Linked DNA regions of Mus musculus: all the other regions are linked to region 2. The links are chromatin contacts, called in public HiChIP or PLAC-seq and promoter capture Hi-C maps. All regions are on one chromosome and are shown on one strand. Each heading gives the region's core, a stretch centred on a gene start, on an enhancer-like site or on the middle of the called end of the contact. The rest is flanking DNA. Distances are from core to core; before and after follow the strand shown. Region 1 holds the start of Aen (apoptosis enhancing nuclease). Region 2 has its middle 51 kb from the start of Klhl25. Region 3 holds the start of Mrpl46 (mitochondrial ribosomal protein L46). Region 4 holds the start of Det1 (de-etiolated homolog 1 (Arabidopsis)).

What was found. Promoter capture Hi-C pulls out the DNA fragments that hold promoters and counts their contacts. HiChIP or PLAC-seq counts read pairs in DNA pulled down with a chosen protein or histone mark.
Region 1: a contact with region 2 is called in an H3K27ac HiChIP or PLAC-seq map of trophoblast stem cells, with 14 times the contacts expected there. The contact joins the promoter of Aen here to the enhancer-like site in region 2. A contact is called at or near these places in 7 of 39 promoter capture datasets (the C10 cell line, cranial neural crest, embryonic stem cells and 4 more), 11 of 484 Hi-C or Micro-C datasets (the AML12 cell line, CD4 T cells, the HL-1 cell line and 5 more), 8 of 115 datasets of contacts at active chromatin or transcription factors (embryonic forebrain, embryonic hindbrain, embryonic midbrain and 5 more) and 3 of 9 other capture datasets (adipose tissue, embryonic stem cells and liver).
Region 3: a contact with region 2 is called in a promoter capture Hi-C map of cranial neural crest. The contact joins the promoter of Mrpl46 here to the enhancer-like site in region 2. A contact is called at or near these places in 12 of 39 promoter capture datasets (the 3T3-L1 cell line, 3T3-L1-derived adipocytes, the C10 cell line and 8 more), 4 of 484 Hi-C or Micro-C datasets (Th1 cells, adipose-derived mesenchymal stem cells, gonadal supporting cells and 1 more) and 6 of 115 datasets of contacts at active chromatin or transcription factors (craniofacial prominence, differentiating embryonic stem cells, embryonic limb bud and 3 more).
Region 4: a promoter capture Hi-C map of cranial neural crest shows a contact between it and region 2. The contact joins the promoter of Det1 here to the enhancer-like site in region 2. A contact is called at or near these places in 11 of 39 promoter capture datasets (the 3T3-L1 cell line, 3T3-L1-derived adipocytes, the C10 cell line and 7 more), 2 of 115 datasets of contacts at active chromatin or transcription factors (embryonic forebrain and pro-B cells) and 1 of 9 other capture datasets (adipose tissue).

What each region holds. Positions count from the first base shown.
Region 1 is chr7:78,894,641-78,897,340 of GRCm38.p6, forward strand. Aen (apoptosis enhancing nuclease) reads left to right here and starts at 1,287. Exons shown (of 4, transcript NM_026531.5): 1 at 1,287-1,374. Gm39039 (a long non-coding RNA gene) reads right to left here and starts at 1,142. Exons shown (of 2, transcript XR_882236.1): 1 at 943-1,142.
Region 2 is chr7:75,897,751-75,900,450 of GRCm38.p6, forward strand. No RefSeq gene overlaps it. Among named protein-coding and RNA genes, the nearest start is that of Klhl25, 51 kb to the left of the region's middle. Within about 2 kb of position 1,446, at least 29 of the 459 cell types and tissues checked have an H3K27ac peak or open chromatin away from gene starts, as enhancers often do. A contact at or near this core is called in trophoblast stem cells, where this site is marked.
Region 3 is chr7:78,781,782-78,784,553 of GRCm38.p6, forward strand. It overlaps Mrpl46 (mitochondrial ribosomal protein L46), which reads right to left and starts at 1,308. Exons shown (of 4, transcript NM_023331.2): 1 at 1,026-1,308. The coding sequence starts at 1,247. It overlaps Mrps11 (mitochondrial ribosomal protein S11), which reads left to right and starts at 1,350. Exons shown (of 6, transcript NM_026498.2): 1 at 1,350-1,642; 2 at 1,792-1,899. The coding sequence starts at 1,578.
Region 4 is chr7:78,845,878-78,848,577 of GRCm38.p6, forward strand. Det1 (de-etiolated homolog 1 (Arabidopsis)) reads right to left here and starts at 1,334. Exons shown (of 5, transcript NM_029585.3): 1 at 1,230-1,334.

The sequences.
Region 1 (2,700 bases), core at 37-2,536, 3.0 Mb after region 2:
TTTGTGTGTAAGTGTGTGTGTGCATGGAGGGGCAGGGGCTGAACACACATATGCAGGCTAAAGGACAACTTCAGGGACTTTCTTTCTTTCTTTCTTTCTTTCTTTTTTTTTGGTTTTTCGAGACAGGGTTTTTCTATGTAGCCCTGGCTGTCCTGGAACTCACTCTGTAGACCAGGCTGGCCTCGAATTCAGAATCTGCCTGCCTCTGCCTCCCATGTGCTGGGATTAAAGGCGTGGGCCACCACCGCCTGGCTCAGGGAGTTTCTTGTTGATTGGGGTATCTCGTTTCTGCCTACCCTAGCTGGCCAGAGAGCTCCAGTTAGTTTTTCTGTCTCCATATATCATCTAACTGTAGGAGTTACTGAGGTCACAGATAAATACCACTGCATCTGGCTCGCCTGCCCTCCCTCCGTCTTCTTCTTCCTCTGTCTCTCCCTCTCCCCCTCTCTACCTCTCTCCTCTGCGTAGCTTTGGCTATCTTGGAACTTGCTCTGTACACCAGTCTGTCCTGGAACTCGGAGATCTACCCGCCTCTGCCTCCGGAGTGCTGGGATCAAAGGTGTGTGCAACCACGCCCAGAGCTGCCTAGGCTAAGAAGGTTCAGGGATCAAATTCAGATTGTCAGGATTACAGAGAGAGCAAGCACCTTTTTTACCGCTGAGCAACTCTCCCATTCCTAAAAAAAAAAAATCACAAAGGAATACTTAAGATGAGTGTGGTGGCAAAACGCGTGATCCCAGCACTAGGGTGGCAGAGGCAAGAGGCTCATTCACAGCTAACACAGAAAAAGCGAGGACATTATGTGAACTTGACACTAGAAAAAAAAAAAAAAGAAAATGAGAGGACAGCTTGAGATCCTGTCTCAAAAAACAAAACAAAAAATAAACAAACAAAAAACCCAAATCAAATAAATATTGAAAAAGCAGTGCAGAAGAAGCAAACCTGATTTTTTTTCCCCCAAGTTTAACGAATACTGTATTATTTCACGGACTTCTCACAACCCCAAGCCTGGAGGGGCTGCAGTTCCCCGAGGCAGATCGGGATGTGCTCTTTGAGGCTTTAAGTCTTTGAAGGTTGCGGTTCACTAGGCGTCGGGTCAGAAACCGGACGTTCCATTCGGTTTTATGCTAACCTCCTAAACGCTGCCCTATCCCGGCGCAGGCCACGCCCTCTTCCTTCGGTAGCCCCACCCCTTCCAGTTGGCACACTTACTGAGGAGGAGCAGGATCAACCAATCAGAAGAGTCCTTAGGCGGGCGCTACGCCCCAGAGAACCAATAGACAGGTAGCCGAAGCCGGGCTTGTCCGGGCAAGGAGCTTCCGCACCCGGCAAGGGTTCCACGTGAAACCTGGGAAAGCGCGGCCGGGTTTTCAGGTGAGCTAGGGGACGGCCACAGGGAGTCCCGGGCCGCCCGTTTCTGTCGCCAGCCGCCTGTGGCTCTCGGGACGGGTTGGTTTGCAACTAGGCCGGGGCGCGGCCTCACGTGGTCCTGGCCGGACTCGGGGCCGGTGGGCCTCAGGGGACGGCGCGGACGTTGAGCGTCCTCTGGACGCCTCAGCTGGTGAGCGCGGACTGTCCTCGTACTTTTGTTTTGTTTTGTTTAAAATTGGTCTGGTAAGCTTTTGGGCAGCATCGGGGACCTTTATTGCGCCACCCTTTCTCAAACTGGGATGATTATCGCAATCGTGACTTGAGGGTGGGATCTCGGGTCCTAATCCCCAAACTTTGCCTTCTACCTAGAACGGTTGATGCCATCCGGTTACTTTGTGCTAGAACAGGGTCTCGACAGACAGACAGAGACCTGGGCATGGCAGGCAGGGCATGGCAGGTGGGGCCCTTATGACAGTGACGTTTCTGGCTTTGTAGCTTCTTGGGAGCCTTCTCATCTGGAATCCTCTTGGGTCAGGGACCCTCACTTGAAGGCCACGTGCCTACCATACTGACCAGAGTTAAGATATGGAATATTTGTACGTGGCCTTGTTGAAAGGACTGTGTCCTCTTCTCTCCAACTAAGCTGAGCTCCATTCAGGGCTGCAGGCTGTGGACGTTCTCTTTGTAATTGTTGGTTCTGACATGTTCACAGGGTGAGGGACTATAGGAAATGGCTGCTTTTTATCTCTTAACACAAATACAAAAGTACAGAGACTTTTTCTCAAGGGGACCTGATTTTAGCTTCTTTCAGACCTTGCCGGCAGGGACAGGAAAGTCTATGATCAGCAGGGTTAGCACAGGTCTTCTTAGCCAGATTTTCTCCCTTTGAGGTGTGGTTTGTGGAAATGAGGAGGTTGCTGACAACCTGTTTTTAAAAGAGGGGGTGCTATTTGGAGAGTGAACGAGCAAGCTGAGAGCCATTGAGTCAGCATGGGTCACTGGGCCTCCCCCTGGCTAAGTGGACCTTTACTCACACACATGCTGGCATCAGCAAACACAGGACTGGTCTTTCCTCCTATCTTACTGCTACTTACCCTGTGTCTTGATTAGGGGTTTACTGCTGTGAACAGACACCGTGACCAAGGCAACTGTTACAAGGACAACATTTAATTGGGGCTGGCTTACAGGTTCTGAGGTTCAGTCCATTATCATGGTGGGAGCATGGCAGCATCTAGGTAGGCATGGTGCAGAAGGAGCAGAGAGTTCTATATCTTCATCTAAAGGCAGATAGAAGACTGGCTTCCAGGCAGCTAGGATGAGAGTCTTAAA
Region 2 (2,700 bases), core at 196-2,695:
GCAAATGCCGCAGTTACTATGTGAAGGTGTTACCATGGAAGAACATACGTAGAAAGATTATCTCCTGTTCAGTATTCATAGAGTTTAGAATGGTGGGATGCTTGGTAGGGACCACAGGGCGGGTCCTAATTTCCCGAGTAGTTGGCCAACACAAACTAACTCCATGGTTTAAAAGAAGAGAGAAGAAAGCTTGAAGTTAGGTGAGTGGAGAGTGAGGATGGAGAGGGAAGATCTGGGGGTGGTGGAGCAGAGACGGGGGATCTAGGAGGAGCTGAAGGTGGTGGTGGAGATTATGATCGGAATATATAGTATAATATTCTGCTTTCTAGTTCCACCCATTTCCATGGAAATAACATAATTTTATTTTAGTTTTACACCTGAGAAAATTCTGTTGTGTATAAAATTACATGTATGAAACTTTCAAATCATTAATTAAAAGTGGTATTTAAAAATAAAATAAAATGGTGGGAAAAAGAAAAAAGATATTGATGTGTTTATAAAAAGATAAAGAGGCATAAGAATATGTTCTATGGGGGTGCGGTGCGGGGGAAGGAGTGCCTTAGTGGGCCCATGCCGAGGCATCCCTTCCCCCTGAGGGACCAGCCACATGACAGTATAGTATAGAATAGTTTATTCAGGGCATGGGGAGTGGGAGTTAAGAGGGTAGTAGAGGCAGAGAATGGCAGAGAGAGGGAGAGAGTATGGAAGTAGAGGCTGGCCATGACCACATGGAGAGAGGGGAGAAGGGAATGGGGAGAGAGAGGAATCAAGAGAGCAAGAGGCAAGAGAGAGAGGCAAGAGAGAAAGGAGGGGGCAAGCAGCCCATTTTATAGTGGGTCAGACCTACCTGGCTGTTGCCAGGTAACTGTGGGGTGCAGTTTGGACAGAATGCTAACATATATATTTGAGATAGTGAGAGAGATGATTTATTATACATGAGTTACACTATGAGAGAAGACAACTAGTCTGCAATGCTGCAGGTCCAGGGCAGAGGGCCAATGGGGACTGTTTGGATTGTAAGGAAGTCAGACTCTCAGATGGTCTTGGTGAGGAGATGGTGAAGTCCCAGGCCCACTGAGACTTATTACCGACATCAGCATACTGTCCACCAACTTGGACCAGCACCCTGGCCTTCAGCATCCCTTACTGCTGCTCCTTTAGCCTTCTTGAGTATACAAGCTAATTTCCTTGCACTTCTGCCTCATCTTTCTTCTCTTGCCTTTCATTCCCCACTCCACCCTCACGGAGCAGGGGTTTCAGGCCAAGAGCTATATAGATATAGTTTCTTCTGCAGAAAGCTTTGGAGTTTTCCCATGGTGTGTGCAAGGTGATTCCCAAGAGAATGAGCCCAGCTGTTCAGCTCTCAGAATCTTCTGTTACAGATGCATTATCTCCCATTTGCCTTGTAGTTGATTCTTTGTCACTGCAGGGCATTAGTGTCTAAGCAGCACTTGTCTCCCGTGCCCTTTAGAAGCTTGACTTTGAGTCATTTGCAATAGCTGTGACGTATGACCCCCAGGTTCAGGGGATACTTAAACATACGCACACAATTGATATCACAGTGGCCAAAGTCCTGTAAGTGGTGTTTGCACTGCTTTTCCATCCGGACACTTTGGTACTGTACAGGTCCTTGAAGGTCATATCAAAACAAACCTTCAATAAAGCGGCCTTTATAGAGCTCCTTTCTGGAGCTCAGGGCCAAGAGCTTTGTTCAGATTGATAAGGTCGATTCTTCTCCTTTTGTTCAGGAGCAAACAAAGACCCAGTGAATGTCAACGATCATCCAAATGGAAAGTCGTGGAAGAACCTTTTGTACCACATTGCCACACTGTCTCAAGTGATCAAAAAAGGGAGTTTACGGCCTGTGGATTACACACTCAGTTCCTTGACCTTTCATTAGTTATGAGTCGTCAGCTCCCCTCTGGCACCTCTCGCTGGCACAGTGTTCCGAGGTGTGAGATAAGAATGTGAGGTCCCTTCACGCTGCTTGTTCACGGTCAGTGGGAATGTGACCAGTTCCTCTCTTAGGGACACAGGGTGCCTTATTCAGCTCTTGAGCTCATAGTGCTTGGGCAACCACCTTCTTTGTTCTTCTGTTTACTGGTTCCTAAGTGCACAGAGCAAAGGCCCTGAGGTGCAGAGGACCTGACTCAGTGGCTCAACACAAAGGAGGAGGGGAATCAGGTGAAAGTTCAGAGTGGTGCCCTTCCATGACTTCAGCCTTTAATTATTATTATTATTTTTTACTTTATTTTTATTTTATCTTCAATTAAAAAAATGTACCGAGATGACTTTCATTCTTACTGGTGATTTCAAAATGTCACTGTCTATCTTCCACTTTAATCTCTAATTTTATCTTTCTTCCTAAAGAAAACACAAGCCAACAGAAGGAGCACTTCCTCTTTCTTGCCTACTTCATGCTCCCTCAAATGTCACTGTTTCTCCACCCACTCTTGCCCCATCTCTGTAGTCAAAGGGAAAGATGCTCCCATCCATCCCACATGTATTAGGGTCTAGGCAGGAAACCGAGTTCATCTGGGAAATACAAGAATTCATTCAGACGACCTGAAAGATTAAAAAGAAATTTAAAATCGATTTTTTATATAATATGTTCTGATTACAGTGACCCCTCCCTCTTCTTCCAGTCCCTCCTTACCTCCCTCCCCATCCATATCTACCCCCTTTCTGTCTTTCCATAGA
Region 3 (2,772 bases), core at 58-2,557, 2.9 Mb after region 2:
GAAGACCCACTTCCCACACACTAGGTCTACTCGTCTCTGATCAGCATCTATTCAAGGACTTTCCTGCCATGAAGACTTTCCAACATCCTTCTTCCTAGTCTCTCTTTCTCCTCATGCCATTTCTTCCAGATTTCTATCCATCCTTCTTATTTCAACTCAAATACCTCTTTCTCAGAAAGATATTCCTGGATACTTCTCAGGAAAATAAAACCTATGTGGTCCTGTGTAAAACTCTTCTAGTACTCTATGTTTTCCTTAATAGCACTTACCAAAGTCTATAATTAGTCATAAGACTGGTTACTGATTGTATCCCTAATTCCAGTACCTGGAAACTCTCTGCGAAGCAGAGCGATGTGCCTGTCACATCCACAACTGCCTATCACTTTGCACACAGACGCACAGTATTGGCTACGAATACCTTTATGGTGAAAGAAAAAGGACTACCAAAAAAAAAAAAAAAAGTCAAGTGAGTGAATACATTGAGCAAAAAGCACTGACGGGAGTTTCCATTAGTATTCTCCAGACAAAAGCCTTTTGGAGTCTAGGGATACGGAAGACCTTCCATCACTATCTCCTGACCCAACAGCAACAACACTTGGGTTTTTTGTCTTTCACAGAAATTGCTCCCTGAGGTAAAGCAAACTTTACCGCATTATCTTAAGGATGTGCCCACAGTCACCACGACTTTCGTCCTAACATCACAAACACTTCTCTATAGTCTGAGAGCTCCTAAGTTAAAGGGAGTGATTCCTGTTTGCCCCCGGATCCCTACAGTATTGAATGAACAAGAAGGAAGCTATCCACACCGAATGATCAAGAGAAAACAAGCCAACTAAACTCTTTCAACACCTGCTATATCCTAACCCAACTCAGTACGGTAACTTCATCTTGCAGATGTCACTAAAGGTCGAGAAATGAAACGTTTGCTCAAGGTCACACGAAGTACCAGAGTCTCCATGGAAATCAAGACCTCCTTGATACTGTTGCTTCCCTCCGCCGCACCAGGAAGCCCGTGACTGCCTTACCTGCTGTAATAGACCCGCCATCTCTTCCTGCAATGGAGTGAGCGCCTTGGTGATCAGCGGTGGCCGCTGCAGACACAAGGCGCCCGACAAGCGCCATGGAGACCGGCTGCTTGAGGACGCAGCCTCAAGGGACAAGCCACGAGAACTACCTGCCCAGAACCTGTCAAGCTGCCGCCAGCCTCTAGCCAGCCCTAAAAGAGTACGCCCTACGGGCGCCGCCATCTTTCTGTCTTCCCACAAGGTACCGCGGCGCCCGGCAGAGCCCTCAGCCAACCCCAGGTTCCCATGAGGCAACGCGGGCCGGCGAGGGGCGGGTTTACCGAGTGGAATGAACCATTCCCTTTGGGGGAGGTAGGTGAAATTCTAGTGTTAGACCACTAGAAAGGGGAAAGTTCCTACATAAATGGTTTTATAGAGCTTTAAATTTGAAGAAAAAATACTTACAGGACTATTTAAGAGCAATCAGGTGATTTCCTGTCTGTGAGCACCCCCACAGAGGCTCATGGTGCTGGCTCGAGCTAAGCCAAGCGCCGCGGAGGGTCAATTTCAGTCATGCAGGTTTTAAGAAACTCCGGGTCGTGGCTCCTGCGGTCCTGGGCTGGACATGGAATGACCAGGTAAGGATTACTCTTTCGAACCCACTGTCACTCTCGAGCCTGCCCGCCTACCTTCCTTCCAGACCTATGTGCCACTTGAACCCCCCAAAATACCGTTAATCCAGTCCCTCATCGTACTCTCTCTCTCTCTCTCTTTTTTTGCCCCCCAGGTTTGTGGGCATTGCCCCAGCTAAGAATATCCACACCGGAGCCCCGAGATTAGAAGACTCAGCTGCCAGGCAGAACACTGAAAGGGAAGCGGCTCCAAGTCGCTTCAGGTGAGGGTAAGTGGATGCAGCGCTCTGGAAAGTTGCATCCTGTGACTTCTGCCCGACACCGTCCAAAATCATAGAAAAAGTTAATTCCTGGCTGTCATTTGCCATCTGTGGGAGCTTGTGCAAATCAGCACACTATACGTGGAGATAATGCTTAGAGGGGTTGTTGGGAAAATAGAGGGATGAGCAGGGGCATAAGGTAGCTGTTCAATTAGCAACTGTTAGCTAAGTGTCCAATGTATATAAATACCAGCTTTCTTTTCCTTGTGAGATAAGCTTTAGATCCGACTAGCAGCTTTCTCTGCCTCCAACATAAAATGTCTTGAAGAACCACACTAACTGCACATCTAGATTGTGCCTTTCTTAATTTCGTGCCTAGCCCTGGGACCTGGCATCCTGCAGCATCCCACTAGTAGAAATACTTAATATGCAGGCGGTATATATGTTCACTTACCTTCACATCTGTTTAACAGTTACAAAAGCTACTACTACCTGTTGAGTACCAGGATAAATACAGGAAATATAGGTTATGTCTCCCCAGAAGTAGTACACAACTTGCAAAAACAACACACAGGCAAATGTATTAACCATAATCTGATCAAAAGGATAATAGAGGTAAGAACTGGCTGGACATTTAAGAGAGTAAGGCACACTTGAGGAATTCAGGAAAGACTAAGTACCGTGGACTGTGGAAGTGACTAGGATCTCAGCTGGACAAGATCATTGTGATCGTGGCAGGCAAGGGTAACGTCTGTGGAAAGGCAGGCTGTCAGAACTGGCTTGTGATGCCTCTAGAAAGGCATTTCGGAACCTGTGGGTTGCAACCCCTTTGGGGTTCCTAAGGCCATCAGAAAACACACATACATACGTTACGAT
Region 4 (2,700 bases), core at 84-2,583, 2.9 Mb after region 2:
CAAAGGCTTTCATAAAGAGCAGCATAACAGATTCCCCAGGACCACAAAACAAACAAAACCCTTACAACACATAGTCAGGGTATTGTTTTGCAATCCTTTTGTTTCAAGCTTATCCTCATACAAGCTACATCCATTGGATAAAGATCTAAAAGGCTTGCAGAGCCGCCAGACCAGAGGGAGTCAGGTCTCTAAACTACCACCTCTGGTTGTTTTTTGGAAGGAACCCTTCCCTGAAAGCCACTCGCTCATTTGCATATTGCCTAGAGCCACTTTAGCCCTAGGAAAAGAGCAGAGTGACTGCAACAGACCACACACTGAACTCTACTATCTGGTCTTTTGTAGACACTAAATTCTTCACCTTTGAGAACTGTCTCCAATATCAGCCTCATCATCCTGTCTTTGAAGGCCTTCCTTCACTTAGTGAGACATAGATTCCAACACACTAGCCACTCAATTGCAACTCTCTGTATTTTACTAATGTGTATATTTATGGTGATCTCTCTGGGTCAAGTATACACTTATCTGTTGTATGCCCACCACAGTGCTTAACACGTAGCAAGCTTCCTTCTTAAACGGTGGGCATACCTCAAGCCATCTTCTTGGCTAACGTGGGTAACCACAGGGGAACTTTCATTTTCCGGAAGACATTCTCTCCGGTCCACGCCATAAATTCTCTCGTTGCAACGTTAGTAGTGTCAAGTTTTGGGGAAGTCTTTCTGACCACCCCACCTAAAGGACTCATCTTTTTCTTGTTTCTTTCTCTAGTCATCTGTCACATTTTTTTTTTTTAATTTACACGGTCGCTTGCATGGTTGTGTTTAATGTTTGAGTCTCCTCGTTGAACTGTACCCTCTCTAATGGAAGTAACCAGGTCTACTTCGGTCACCGCGGTATACTCTTCCAGCCCTGGGGCTGGCACATGGTAGACGCTTTGGTGCGGTGCGGTCTGAAACGAAAGCCTGGCTAAAGCGGGTCACTAATTGTGTGAACGCAAGGTTTATTCCTCGTTGGAGCAAGTGCACATGTCCCCACACTCTTGGCGACTGCTTCCAAAACAAGAAAAGGATGCCAAGAGGCAGACACACATGCCCATGGTCGCCCCCGGAAAGAAAAGCCCAGGGCGGGGCCTCCCCGGGCAAAGCCGGGGGCCGGAGCTCCTGAGACCCGGCGAGCATGCGGGGAGGAGCCCGCCGCGGAGCTCTCGCGGGCCGCAAAGGGCAAGTCCTCACCTGTCGAGTCCTGGCTCATGGGGCCAGGGCAAGGGTCGCCCTAGCCTGCTCCGCGCACACCTCCCCCGGCCCCGCCCCCACCATGCCTCGGGACCCCGGCGTCGGCAGCCACCAGCCCGGGTTTCCGCCCGCTACCGGAAGCGCTGCGCAGCGAGAAGGGAAGATCGGAAGATCGAGACGCCATGCAGCTAAGGAGCGGCGCAGCGCACCCTGGCGTCCGGAGGAGAGATCGAGACCATAGAGGCTGGATAAGCCCCGGACCAAGTGATCCAAGGCACGTTCATAACTACTATGAGTAGGAGTTAAGTTTTCACCTGCTTCTTGCATACTGGTGGAAGATGGATTATACATGCACCATGTCACTGCGTTTTCCATGCTCGTGGTTGCACGTGGGGATACAATAAAAGCTTCTGTACTAAATGAATCCAATACCATTGACTGGCCTTTTCACCTACACGTTACTTCATTTAATTTTCTTTTTTCTTACAAGCTATTTCTTCCCTGTGAGTCGGTGGCTTCTCTCCTTTGTGCTTGCGTGTGTGTGTGTGTGTGTGTGTGTGTGTGTGTGTGTGCGCGCGCGCGCGTTTGTATTTGGGTGTATGGTTTATTTTTGATGCTTTGGCAGGAAACCAAACCCAAAATATCTTCTCTTAAGGCTTCTGGGTAGCCACCGCCACTGTTCACCCACCACTGTCAAATATCTGTTTCTGTTGATGTGTATTGCTTTGTTGTGTCTCTCCTCCCTTTGGTAGATTATAAACTGAGAACAGGGATTTTTGTCTTATTTTCTGTTCCAGCCCCACCTCCCACCCCATAACAAGGTTTGACATCTTATAGAATCTCAGTAAATATTCCATCAGTAATCCATTGTGGTCTATCTCTTCTGGACCCCCATGCCATCTCCATTCTATATCCCCAGCTCTTCTGAGACATAGGATATAGAATTAGAGGCTAGGTTGAGCCTTGCTCTCTCTCCCAACCCTCTCCATACCCAAAGGACTCAGAGAATGAATATCTCTGCAGACCAACACATGAGAAAGGGATATGTGTTGACTTTGACCAGGGAGAGAGGAAAATTAAGGTCTAAAGGGGAAAGGTGACTTGGGGATATAGACTGACTATGAAGAGAATGATAGGTTTCTGGCCCAGTCCTACCATTTCCAGGCTCAGTATTCTTAGGTGCTGGCTTTAGAAACCTCATGCCTTTTTCTGGAAAATGACTATACCTGCCTCTTAAGGTTATCCCAAGTATTAAACCTGTTAGCCCTAAATACTTGAAGTCTTGATAAAATATTACTAAAGCTTTCCAGCCACAACTCTCTTCCTTTCCCATGATGAAACTGAGACCCAAAGGGGACATACATCTCTTGCACAAGTTCATACAAGAATAAGAGCCAGTAGGGGTGGGGCCACAGATTATAACCCCAGCATTTAGGAAGGGAGGCAGAGGAATCAGTAGCTCAAGGCCTGT